2 separate regions of the Arachis hypogaea genome follow, and region 2 is linked to region 1. Evidence: chromatin contacts called from public Hi-C data. All regions are on one chromosome and are shown on one strand. Each heading gives the region's core, a stretch centred on a gene start, on an enhancer-like site or on the middle of the called end of the contact. The rest is flanking DNA. Distances are from core to core; before and after follow the strand shown.

Region 1 (6,261 bases), core at 2,555-5,054:
TGGACATTAGGACATCATGAGAAGATTCTTCTTCGACATCATATGCAAATTCTCATTTGGAATGGACTTCGAGTACTTCATTCCTTCTCTCCCGAAGTCCAAGCTGGCAGACAGCTTCGACCTCGTATTCAAGCTATCAGTACAGCGAGCAATGTCGTCGTCGCCGCTCATGAAAATTGAAGCGATTACTAAATATTGATTCGGAGAAGAAGCTGAAGGATGCAATCGGAGTAGTGAACAATGTGGCTATGGAGATGATCGGACAGAGGGGGAGGGAGATGGCAATAACGATGATGAGTCTTAATAGATCGGACTTGTTGTGTAGATTCATAGGATCTATCGAAGATAACAAGTAGTTGAGAGATATAGTCATTAGTTTCTTGAGTACGAATTAGTTGAGAACAAATTGAAGATTTTTCTTCTTGTGAACATTGAAGTTGCAGTGTTAGACTATTAGGATTATGCGAGATATGATGGAAATTGGGAGAGAACAATGTCGTTTCCGAATAAAGGGGTTAGGGACCATTTTATCCCGTTAGAATTGCTAGAAACCATTTTGTCCTCCGTTAGAATTGACAGTACAAAAAACCTAAGTGACTGACGGAATTAATTGTTAGAAACTAATCGAATAATTAATTTTAGTTGGAGACTAAAGTGTCTAGTCCAAAATTCTTTGGAAACCAAAATGAATAAATACTCTATATTTATATACAAAAACATAATAGCTAATTTTAGTGTATAAATAGTATTTTTTATTTTCAAATAATTAGGAAACACTTTATTCCTGAAGAAAATAATCAGAAATCAGGCATTTACTCTATATAATTTTCCCGAGAAAAGTCTTTACTTTCTCAAAATAATTTTCTGACAAATGAAAAAAGAAAAACTAAAATGTTCTAAAATAAGACGACAAATGCATCTTTGGACCAAATATAGCATTCCTAACTCCTAGGGATACGCATACTAGAATGCACGAACTGAAAGAAACTACATATACGAGCAAGATAAAGACTGAATAAATCAAAACGGGGTGGCACATTGAATTAGTGTCTCCATTACAGTTATGAACATTGCAACAATGCCCAACATTGCTCACAAGTATTACACATCCATGAAACAAATTCCTAACACAATTTTCGCCACCAAGTCCAAAAACACATTACATGAACACAAATCTAGGTGGTTTCCAACGAGGACCAAGAAATAAAAGCTAGATAATATTCACCCCTGCATCCAGAATCACCGATCCACAGGACTCCCCAAAAGCATTAAGCCTGTAACAATAATAGAAAATCAGGGGGGAAAAGTTATGTTAGTAATTCCAACTATATTTTTTTTAATTCCAACTCTGAATAGTGCTATGTTTTTTCCATTCCAAATAATAATAATAATAAAGGTTTAAACATCAATATGCATGAATGCACTTTTCCATAAACTAACAACTACCTTATTGGCAATGTTGTTCGAAAGCCAGTCCAAACCTTCATAAAGGCCTTCCCCAGATGTTGCACAAGTGCTCTGGATGTACCTGGAAGAACCCAAAGAGCATGTTGGATCAAAACTGGCATAGCTACCTAAAACTGGGAGGGAAAAACAAAGGCTAAACTTGTTGTGCGGGGGAGGAAACAAATGCTTCCTTGTCAAAATATATACCAGTGGCGTTGTCTGAGAGAGTGGAGTCCCAGCTTGTCAGTAATCTCAGCAGCATTCATTGCATTAGGAAGATCTTGTTTGTTGGCAAACACAAGCAATACAGCATCTCTCAGTTCATCCTGAAAACATGATTTAAAAAGAAAAATTGAATACCTAAACAGAAAAAGCAAAAAGAATGGGACTCAAGATCCTTGCCATGACACTAGTAGATATCAACATATATAGGGCAATCAATCAAAAGCAATTCACATGAAAGAACTAGCTATTCAACTTCCAAACTATATGCTATAGTGACATCACACAAGAATTATCACAAATCAATCATTTGTTCAATAAAGATTTCCTCTTCCCGAATAGATTATGCCTATCAAAAAGAATGAGTATCTAATCTACAAGATTAATGGTCACGAATTATTGACATGTTGACATCAAAGAATCTCTGAAAATTCTGGGACTTTCACTGAAGAATCTTCAATGGTCAACATTATATTGTTATTCTAAAACCTTTCTAACTTTACAAATTTACAGGTCCTTCCTTTTGGTCTCAACGTGTTCCCATACCCAATACTCAGTCAATCATAAATCAGAACAAATCAACTCTAAAAGTGGGATTAGTATAAACCATTAACAAATATGAATAAGGCAGCATGGCATAACAGGAAATAGCAAACTAGCTAAAGTACCTCATTCAACATCCGATGTAACTCATCTCTGGCCTCAACAACTCTGTCCCTGTCATTGCTGTCCACAACAAATATAAGACCTTGGGTGTTCTGGAAATAGTGCCTCCACAATGGACGGATCTGCAACAGAGAACATAAGTATTCAGCAACCAGGCACCAAGCAACTTTGCCAAGTTATGTTAATTTGCTATGCAATGCATTGAATATCTTGACTGTAATTTTTTCAAGAATGCATAAGAATCAATCGTCATGCCTTGTCCTGGCCACCAACATCCCAAACAGTGAAGCTAATGTTCTTGTATTCAACAGTCTCCACATTGAACCCTGAAAAAATTAATGAATAAGCGCATCAAACAAGAAACAAAAATATGCCACACAGGCACACAGTTATGCATTATTTATTTATTGTTTAAAAGTAATAACATAGTTTCTCAAGAATATATGGTGGTCATATCGCTTTAAATTCATGATCTCACAGCAAATCTAATGTACTATGTTGCAAGCAATTGATATATGCAACATGGTATTTTTGGATGCGATGTTTCCCTTTGAAATGTTTGTTTACAGATTTAGCAATACGTTTGTTTCAAATAATATATCACAACACAAACAAGTCTAATAAAGTTAGATCCTAAATTATCAAAGATACATTCTAACCATATAAGATGTTAAGTAACAAATATCAATGCCTTCACATTATTTCCAATGCTGAAAGGGAAACTATTGATATATGGCTATCTAGCAAGAATAAGCGTGAATCATAGCCTCAAAAACTTACCAATAGTGGGAATTGTAGTGACGATCTCTCCAAGCTTGAGCTTGTAGAGGATAGTGGTCTTACCAGCAGCATCAAGACCCACCATGAGAATCCTCATTTCCTTCTTGGCAAAGAGCCTACTGAAAAGCTTTGTGAATGTCAGCCCCATTTCTCCTTCAACCTGTGGATAGAACGAAACACACAAGAAAGAAACAAATCAAGACCCAAAATATGAAACTTTTTATTCGATTTTCAGAAACACAATTAAGGAAAAAAAGGTATTTTATCAGAGAGTTCAATCTTTTCCCCTAAATCGTATTCAAAGCCATTGGACTCAGTTAGATCTCAAACTCAACGTGGAAAAACTAAAATTAAAAAATCCACGAAACATGCAAATAAGTTGGCAACGAACAAAATTCAAGATTGTCACAACATTTCTTACACAATCAAATCGGATCTAAACACTGGTATTTGTGTGCGTGAGAGAGAGATAAAGAGAAGAGGACAAGAGGGTATACCGTTGGGAAATGAGAGCCTTGAGTGATCTGGAAACAGAACGTTCGGAGAGAGAGAGAGAAGAGGGAGAGAGAGAGAGAGAGAAAAGAATGCTTTGCAGCAACGCGATTATGTGGAGAAAGAGAGAGACCCGTCAACGAGTTAAAAATGGGGGATTTTATTTTGCAAGCATTGTTGTGTAATCTTTCATTCTTTTGTTTTTGCAACTTACCTCTACAGAAAAAGATTTTTGTATTTAACAGTATTTGATTCAAAATTTTATAGAAATATTTAAATAATTTTATAAAAAATACACATAAAAAATTGAATGAAAATTTAATTTTTTATTTTTTAAAATGATTTTTAGTTGTTAATAAAAAATATAAAAAATATATACTTAGAAAAATCACCAAATTTTAAAAATAAAAATATCTCATTTTTTAATCATACATACAAAAAAGCGCATCAAAATTTAATTTCTAAAGTATTTTTTGTGAATATATATATTTAATATTAGACTTTTTGTCACGTATTTAAACCATTTGAAGATATTTTTGTCGATAATAAAATTTAGATGCATTTTTGTAAACACCAAAATAATTAGAATACATTTTTTGTGATTTACCCTATAATAACTAATACAACATATAAAATGTATATCAAAATTAACCATCAAAATTAGTTTTTTTTTTTTTATACCAAAGATATGAGACTTGAACCCTCAACCTCTTAATTGAGTATAAGGAGACTATGTCATTTGAGTTATAACTCATTGGCCATCAAAATTAGTTATTAATATAAAATATATATGTATGTGTATAAAAATACATAATGACTAATTTTAGTATACAAATAATAATTTTTTTGTAATCAATAAATATACCAAAAATTAGCTGTATACTAAAAATTAGTTGTCATATATTTTTAGATAAATAAATATATTATTTAACTTAATTATAATATATATTTTATATTTTAATATATTCTATATAAGTAATTGTTGTGATTAACTTTTTTTTTTACATTTAATATGGTTGAATATAATTAATGAATTTTCTTAATTGGCTAAGAAAATAAAATATACAGTGAACTCTAAGATTGGATAAAATATTTTAAATTTCAAAGACTTTTAAATGCATGGAAATTTAAAATTTCTAATTAAATTTCTATCAATTTAAAATGTTTTAGTTTTGACGAAATAATTCTCTTGATAGCAGTAATAAAATTCCTTCTTTGGATAATATAATTAAAATACCTTCTTGCAAAAAATACTTTATTATAAGATAATATAAAGTGTATCACGTTTGTTTTAGGAAAATATGTTGTTAAAAAAAAAATAAAATTTAATATTTTAAGAGAAAATTATTAGCAAAATATTTAAAGTTTAAATATTAAAAAAAATTTAAAAGTTATTTAAATTAAAACTTTAAATTTATTTTATATTTATCATCATCTATATACTATTTTCTGTATGAGTTATGACTATATAAAATTAAAATATTTTGAAAATAAATATTTGATGAACTTTTATATTTACCTGCATTAAGGATTTTGTAAAAAAGAAATTGAATCAATTATATCCCTTTTCATAAAGAAAGCTAAGAAAAGGGAAAATAGATTATTACTATTTTTTTTCTTTCTATAATTTATATCAATATAAAAAATAAAGTGATAAATGGTGAATTTCTCAGTTGGGATAAAGTTTTGTACTATTCTTGTAGGCATATTTAAGATATCTTTTAAAGATATTATAGCCACTAATTTTAATCTATAATGTAAAAAGAGTCGTGAACAAAAAATAACATGAATTAAATGTGATTTTAATTAAGAAAGTATAAAAAAGTTTATCTTCCTCAAGTTAAAAATATACTCTACTTGTTCTCATTGTCTGTTAGTCCAATGATAAATCCAAAAAATTTTAGTAATAAAGATAAAAATAATATATAAAAATAATAAAAATTTAACATAAATATATTTAGATATTAAAATTTAAAATATTAGTCAAATTTTAAATAATTAATTAACACATCAAAAAGTATATTAATTTAAAAATATATTTAATTTTTATATTAATTTAAAAGTATTTTTTTGTCAAATATCCTATGTATCTATCAACTCACATTTTATTAATTATTTTTTATATAATACAAAAAAAGAGTACAGCTTAAATTAAAGAATTTATAAAAAAATATATAATTAAAGAAAGAAACACAAAACTAATTACGAAAAAAATAAAAATTCAAATCAAACAACCATAATTTTCTTTATATATAGATATAAATAATATTTTTTTATCAAATAATTATTCAAATATTTTTTGCCATTTAATTGCAGAATTGACATTCTATAATATTCATGGTAAAAATTTTTTTGACGAAAATAATTATACCAAAACTAAATTAAATAAAATAGTAAAAATAAATAAACGATATATAATATGTATTATCTCAATCAATTAAAAAAACTATCAAATACTAATAGTCTCATTTTTATTTGAGAAACTAAATTTAACTTTGGATAATTAACTAATAATAATAATAATAATAATAATAATAATAATAATAATAATAATATTATTATTATTATTATTATTATTATTATTATTATTATTATTATTATTATTATTATTATTATTATTCAAGTATATTTATTTTTTTAATATAAATAGATTAA
Region 2 (6,092 bases), core at 270-2,769, 160 kb after region 1:
GCTCTCAAAGTTACTTTTCCAAGAATTTTCTCGGTCTCAAATCTTCAAGATTCTGTCATAGGGATTGTGGGTTCTGCGATGGGTTAGAGTGGATTTGGAATTTCCAGTGGCGATAAGAGTTTTTTCAATGGGAGCTGGAACTAGTGAACCAGCTTCATGCGGTTCTGCAATCAGTGAAACTAACAACTGAGAGAGAGGACAGAGTGGTCTGAAAATTTGATAAAAAAATGTGATTATTCTACTAACTCCTTTGTGCAGGTATTGCAGGCAGAGGTACTTTCGGCGGATATCACAAGCTATAGCTTCACTAGTACTATTTGGAGAGGATTCGTCCCACCAAGGGTTGAGTTGTTTACTTGGTTTGCACTGGTTGGTAGGGTGAATACAAGGGAAAGACTATGTAGATTAGGTGTTATTGGCTAGAATGATAACATTCGTGTTTTATATCATAAGTCTGTTGAAACTGCTTTTCACTTGTTCATTGGTTGTGAGCTCACTTGGCAGGTGTGGTGTGCTTGGTTGTTCACTCTTAGAAGGATATGGACTATTCCAGGTATGCTCAAGCAATACTATGAAAATTGGATGGATATATCAGCAAGAAAGATGGAAGGAAAGCGGTGGTTGGTTGGCTTTTTTGCGGTCATCTGGACAATTTGACTATAAAGAAATGATAGAATCTTCAAAAATCAAGGTTCAAGTGTGATAGACATTATTAACAGATCCTTTACAAGTTACGATGAGTGGATTGGTGATGAACCCTGTGATTGTTGATGGCAATGTCGGAGATGGCTAGGAATTGTTATTTTTAGCGTTATGAGTTTTTATTTCTTTTCTTTTGCTCTACTTTATTGTGTTGAGCTTTTTTACTTCAAAAAGAAAATCACCCAGACTATCAAGTGTCAAGTATAAGAGAAAACCACAAGAAAAAAAAGAGTGACTTACGTGCTATGCTATGAGTTGTTTTTTAGAATTTTTTTCTCTTGGCTATGTTATGGGTTGTTAAATGTCTAGCCCATTTTTTCTTCTTGGGCCTATGTTGGGCTCCAGCCCAGTTGCTTAAGAAAGACAAAAAAAACTTGGTAAATGTAAATTACATGTAATAGAAGTACAACAATTCACGTAAAAAAAAAATACAACAATTAATTACAGGACATTTTAAATTCATAAAAAATTTTAAAAATTCTTTATCCAAGCTACCAAACACACGTACTTAGCCATTAAACCTACAACAATTATATTATTTTATCTTGAGAAATCCGTGTTTTCCTTATTATGCTGAAATATTTGTTGTTGCAAATAGGGTTCTTGTTCTTGTTTTAGAATTTTGTTTTATTTTCTTGAGGATGAAAATCTAAAAAAAATATGTTTGGTTTGAATGGAAGGAAGGTAGAAATCCTATCAACATTAAATGTAAAACGTGTGGAACTTAACTTTGTTGCCAGTGCCATTGTCTTTTGGTATTTTTTGGACTTGGCCAAGGCATTATTGTCTCCAATCATAACTCATCATGAGACATATTCGAACAAAAGGGCTCTTGTCTTTGGGCTTGTGGTAAAAATATACACTGCCCTACTCTATAGGTTGTCCCCAAAGATTTAGGTTCTAGAGTCCATTACTTTCAGCCTATGGTGGTCCAACAAAATCAATTGCCACATCCAAAACAGCATACTTATACTTGACCAAAAAAAAAAAAAAAAAACAGCATACTTATTATATTCCACCCCTCATTAAATTTGATTAAAAATTATCCTGCAAATAAATCATAAAAAATGTCATGGAATTATCAAATTACTAATAAAAGTATCTTTTAAATTTTTTAATGATAAAAATACTCTTAGAATTTTTAAAATAGGACAAAAATAAGTAAATAACAAAAAATGCAGTTTTTATTATAAGTTTTAAGCTAGGTATTTAATTCGAAATTTTATAAAAATATTTGGATAATTATTTAAAAAGTACATACAAAAAATAAAACCAAAATTTTATTTCTAAGTTTTTTATTATTTTAAAAAATATTTTAACTATTTATAAAAAAAAATGCGAAAAAATCCATTTAAGTATATCATCACAAAATTTTAACAGAATTAATGTCGCTAGCCAATGGGTTGCTACATGCACAAAGCAGACCCTCAATACTTATTTTAACGGATAAATGAGCTAACCACTCGACCAATCCAAATTAATTCCGTAATGTTATCTATTACTAAACAAGATACAAATCTAATTTTAAGTAAGATATACATCATATTCAATAAAAAAACAATATGAAATAGCACAATGTCTTGTATAATATATTAATATGTATACAAAATACTTGTTTTCACGTCATTATATCAATAAAAAATATATTTTTTAAGAAGTTACAATTTATATTTTTTTAAAGATACTTTTTAAAAAAATATATTTTTTATATAATAAATAAATAAAAAAATACGTTTTATCTTGTTGTAACCTATAAATTATGATACACGGATAGTGCACGGACACGGAATACGACACAATATACGTGGACATGCAAATTTAAAATTCTTACAAGACACGGAGACACGGCATATATATAAAATATAAAATATTTTTTAGATAAATTATAACGATATTTTGATATTTTATTACTATTAAAATATAAATTAATTTTTTAATATTTTTTAATTATATAAAATATTTAAAATATTTTTTATTTTAATAATTAATAATATATAGTATTTCTAAACTCATTTTAAGAATATATGTTAAGAATAAAGTTGGGTACGCTGACACGTGATGGTATTTAGGTGTGTGCGAGCGTGTCCAGTGAAGAACTTTTTATTTTTCATTAAGACACGGTTGGACACAGAAAACACGCATGTCGGTCGTCGGACGAGTGTCGATGAGTATCGTGTCCGAAATGTGTTCGACACGTGAACACGACAAATCAATAAAGTGTCTGTGTTTCATAGGTCGTAATCCAAACATAATTGATAGACAAAAAGATCTTTTTACATGAGATCAGATATTCATACATAAAATTATTTTTACCTTTTTAAAAGATCTTTTAAAAAAAGATAACTCAAAAATAACTTTTTTTAGAAGTTTACCTAAACAAACCCAAAACATTCAGAGTAATAGTTAAATTAGTCCCAAAATGATAAAATATTTTTAAATTAAATTCCTCCCTAAAAACTTTTCTCATTCAAATTGGTCCATTAAAGATTAAAAATTAATTATATTTGTCCTTTAGTCACTTCGTTAACAATTTTCGCCAATGATTAGTGTTGTAAAACGTTAATTAACAACATGCATAATACTTGACATATCTAATTGAATATTGATAATATATATTTATGAAAATTTATTAATTTAGTTCTTTTTCCTAATTACATAAACACTATTTTTCCAATATGACTTAGTGACAAAATTGATAGATTTTTATAAATATATTTAATCAGTGTTTAATTGGATATATTAGATATTATATATACTATTAATTAACATTTTATATTATCGATCATTGACAAAAATTATTAATAAAATAATTGAAAGATAATTTGTAATTTTTGAAAAACTAATTTAATTAATAAAATCTTTTATAAACAAATTTAAAAAGTATCTCATCTTTTCGAAATTAATTTGACTATATTAAACCCGAAACATATTCTTTCAAAAACATTCATATAATAACATGTGTGGGACAGAGAACTATGCAGCCTGCAATAGAGACAGTTGGATAATATAATTATCCTGTGATTAAGTCAATATTTAAGTAATGTATGTGGCTTTGGAGTTAGAGTTAAAAGGTTCCAAATACATACATTTGAGGACAAAAAGAGGAATCATGGCTTATTATTATCCAGCTTCCTGCAACCTTATACCTTGTAATAACAAGCACAGTGACAGTAGTAAGGTGGCTTAGTTGTACAAGGAAGCAAATTAAAGAGATCACAAACCGGTGGGTGAGCTACTCCTGCACTCAAATATGCAACCATGCATCTTTGTCTTTGTCTTTGCATTAGTGGTACTCAACCTCCATACATTATCCTTAACCTTTGAACTTGTGAAAGGACCACATTCACATGGCTCATATATGCACATAAGATAATGAAAAAAATAAACGGATTGACATAGGTGAATGAATAAAACCCAAAGAGGGAAAATTATACATTTTTTATTTTTATATAGCATACAATAACATATGATAAACGTCATGATAGTTGTGTGATCAAAATAGGTGATGTTGCTGAAAGGTTTGGAAGCTAGTGCCTGAACATATATACAGCTAACACATTAAAACATGTAGTTTGTATAGTTGATTTGCGACAAATGAATGCAGACATTAGGATTCAAATATAGCAAATAGTAGACCTACCTATTATATGAGGCTTTCTCCACTTCTTGAGCTAGTTTTTAGAGTTGAATTAGGTCTATATAATTTTAATTTTAATATGTTATCAGAGTTTATCTTATCCAATATTATTCAGTCATTTACTTAAACAAAGTGAAGGTTTCTAAAATTTATAAGTGTGAGATATCTCTCACTTTTTGAATTAATTTTTAGAATCGAGTTAGAACCACTCAATTTTAATTCTAGTAACCTATAAATGATAGATTATTATGCAATTGATTTACCAAATATACTATATGTAACAACTTTGAAGGTGATAGTTACTAATTTGACTTTTCATGAAATGGTTAGGTAATTGTACATGGTGAATAATAAGAACCATGGTACTTATTGGTTCAGTTGTACACATGTACCTAGAGATATTGTGTTCTAGAACCATCAAAATGGAGATTATCTCTTAGTGCTACTTAGCCTTATCATTTGAAGACATACTACCCCAGAAAGGGAAGTGCAATAGTGCATAGCTTACGACAAAATTTGCACGAAAAGTTGCACCATTTGGAACACAACATGACATGTTACAGATGAGTGATGACTTCACAAATTTAAGAAAAAAAATTGTTTTCTTTCCTATAATGAATTCTGTTAGTGTGTACTTTTGTAAATGGAAAATTAAAAAAAGACTGAACTAAAGCATGTAAATTATGATTTAAATTGTAGACCATATTTTATGAAGTTTTTCCCTGGCATATGAGTTATATAACTGATTAATTATTTGACACAATGTGTCTAATAATGATTGTTTGTACATAAAGTGATTCAATATTAATGGTGCTATATTAATTAAATATTACTTAATATGTGATAGATTTAATTTATTCACAAATAAAACTACTTCATATGACCGAAGAGCTGTAATTTAATTAGGTGGTCTGAATAAATTTCTTGAAATTTTTTCTTTTATTTTTAATGATATGAGTCCTAAACCGATATCGCACTATCAACATTATTGTTCTCCGGCATTATAGTTACACCTAACCCCTCTTTTAGACTCTCTTCTCCTATGTTCCCTTTTTTTTCTTTCTTTCTTTCTTTTCATTTTTTTCAAATATCCATTGATTCAATTGTAGGCACGGATTATAGTGGGATCAAACATAATGCATGTGCCGTTTACATGTGGTGGATCAAATTTTCCTTCGTCTAATCATTGAGCTGCATATATATGTCGGTGACGGTTTTCTAGCACATTAGATTAACTTGTTGAACTAAAATTCATATCATAGCAAAATTAAAACTTTAATCCCAAATCATAGTAAGCAAAAATTAACAGTAATATCACGTCTCAAAATTTCGTATATATACCTTATATACAAAAATATTATGTGCATATAAAAAATCACTTATAATACATTTATATATATTATTCTATTCGGTGTATTTTATACTTTGATACGTATATTCAATCTAATAAGTTAAGGATTAATCCGTCCCGAATTGAAATTTCATTTAAAGGTTTATTATTGCTGATTTTTTTGTCTATATATACAACTAATTTAGTGGTTGTTTTTTGTGCATACCGCATACTTACTAGTATGTTTGCTACTTATAGTGCACACTTTAATCATTTACAAATCTGTTATTTTCGTTGATAATCAACTCTATAGTTTCTTTCTAATTCTTACTCCATAGATTTTGTTTGTGCTAATTAAATAATTAAAGGCAACCATTTTCTTAGAATAATAACCTCTAACCAAGGGCATCTAATTCATAAGTA

What was found. Hi-C and Micro-C count contacts between places; a contact is called where the count stands out from the background.
Region 2: a contact with region 1 is called in a Hi-C map of leaf, with 3 times the contacts expected there. The contact joins the enhancer-like site here to the promoter of LOC112750018 in region 1. A contact is called at or near these places in 2 of 8 Hi-C or Micro-C datasets (both in leaf).

What each region holds. Positions count from the first base shown.
Region 1 is chr15:25,327,160-25,333,420 of arahy.Tifrunner.gnm2.J5K5, forward strand. LOC112750018 (ADP-ribosylation factor 2) reads right to left here and starts at 3,805. Exons shown (of 7, transcript XM_029292876.2): 1 at 3,612-3,805; 2 at 3,115-3,274; 3 at 2,590-2,660; 4 at 2,337-2,456; 5 at 1,654-1,772; 6 at 1,447-1,528; 7 at 995-1,274. The coding sequence starts at 3,262. The coding sequence ends at 1,269.
Region 2 is chr15:25,488,687-25,494,778 of arahy.Tifrunner.gnm2.J5K5, forward strand. No RefSeq gene overlaps it. Among protein-coding and RNA genes, the nearest start is that of LOC112750019, 31 kb to the right of the region's middle. Within about 2 kb of position 1,520, at least 3 of the 3 cell types and tissues checked have open chromatin away from gene starts, as enhancers often do.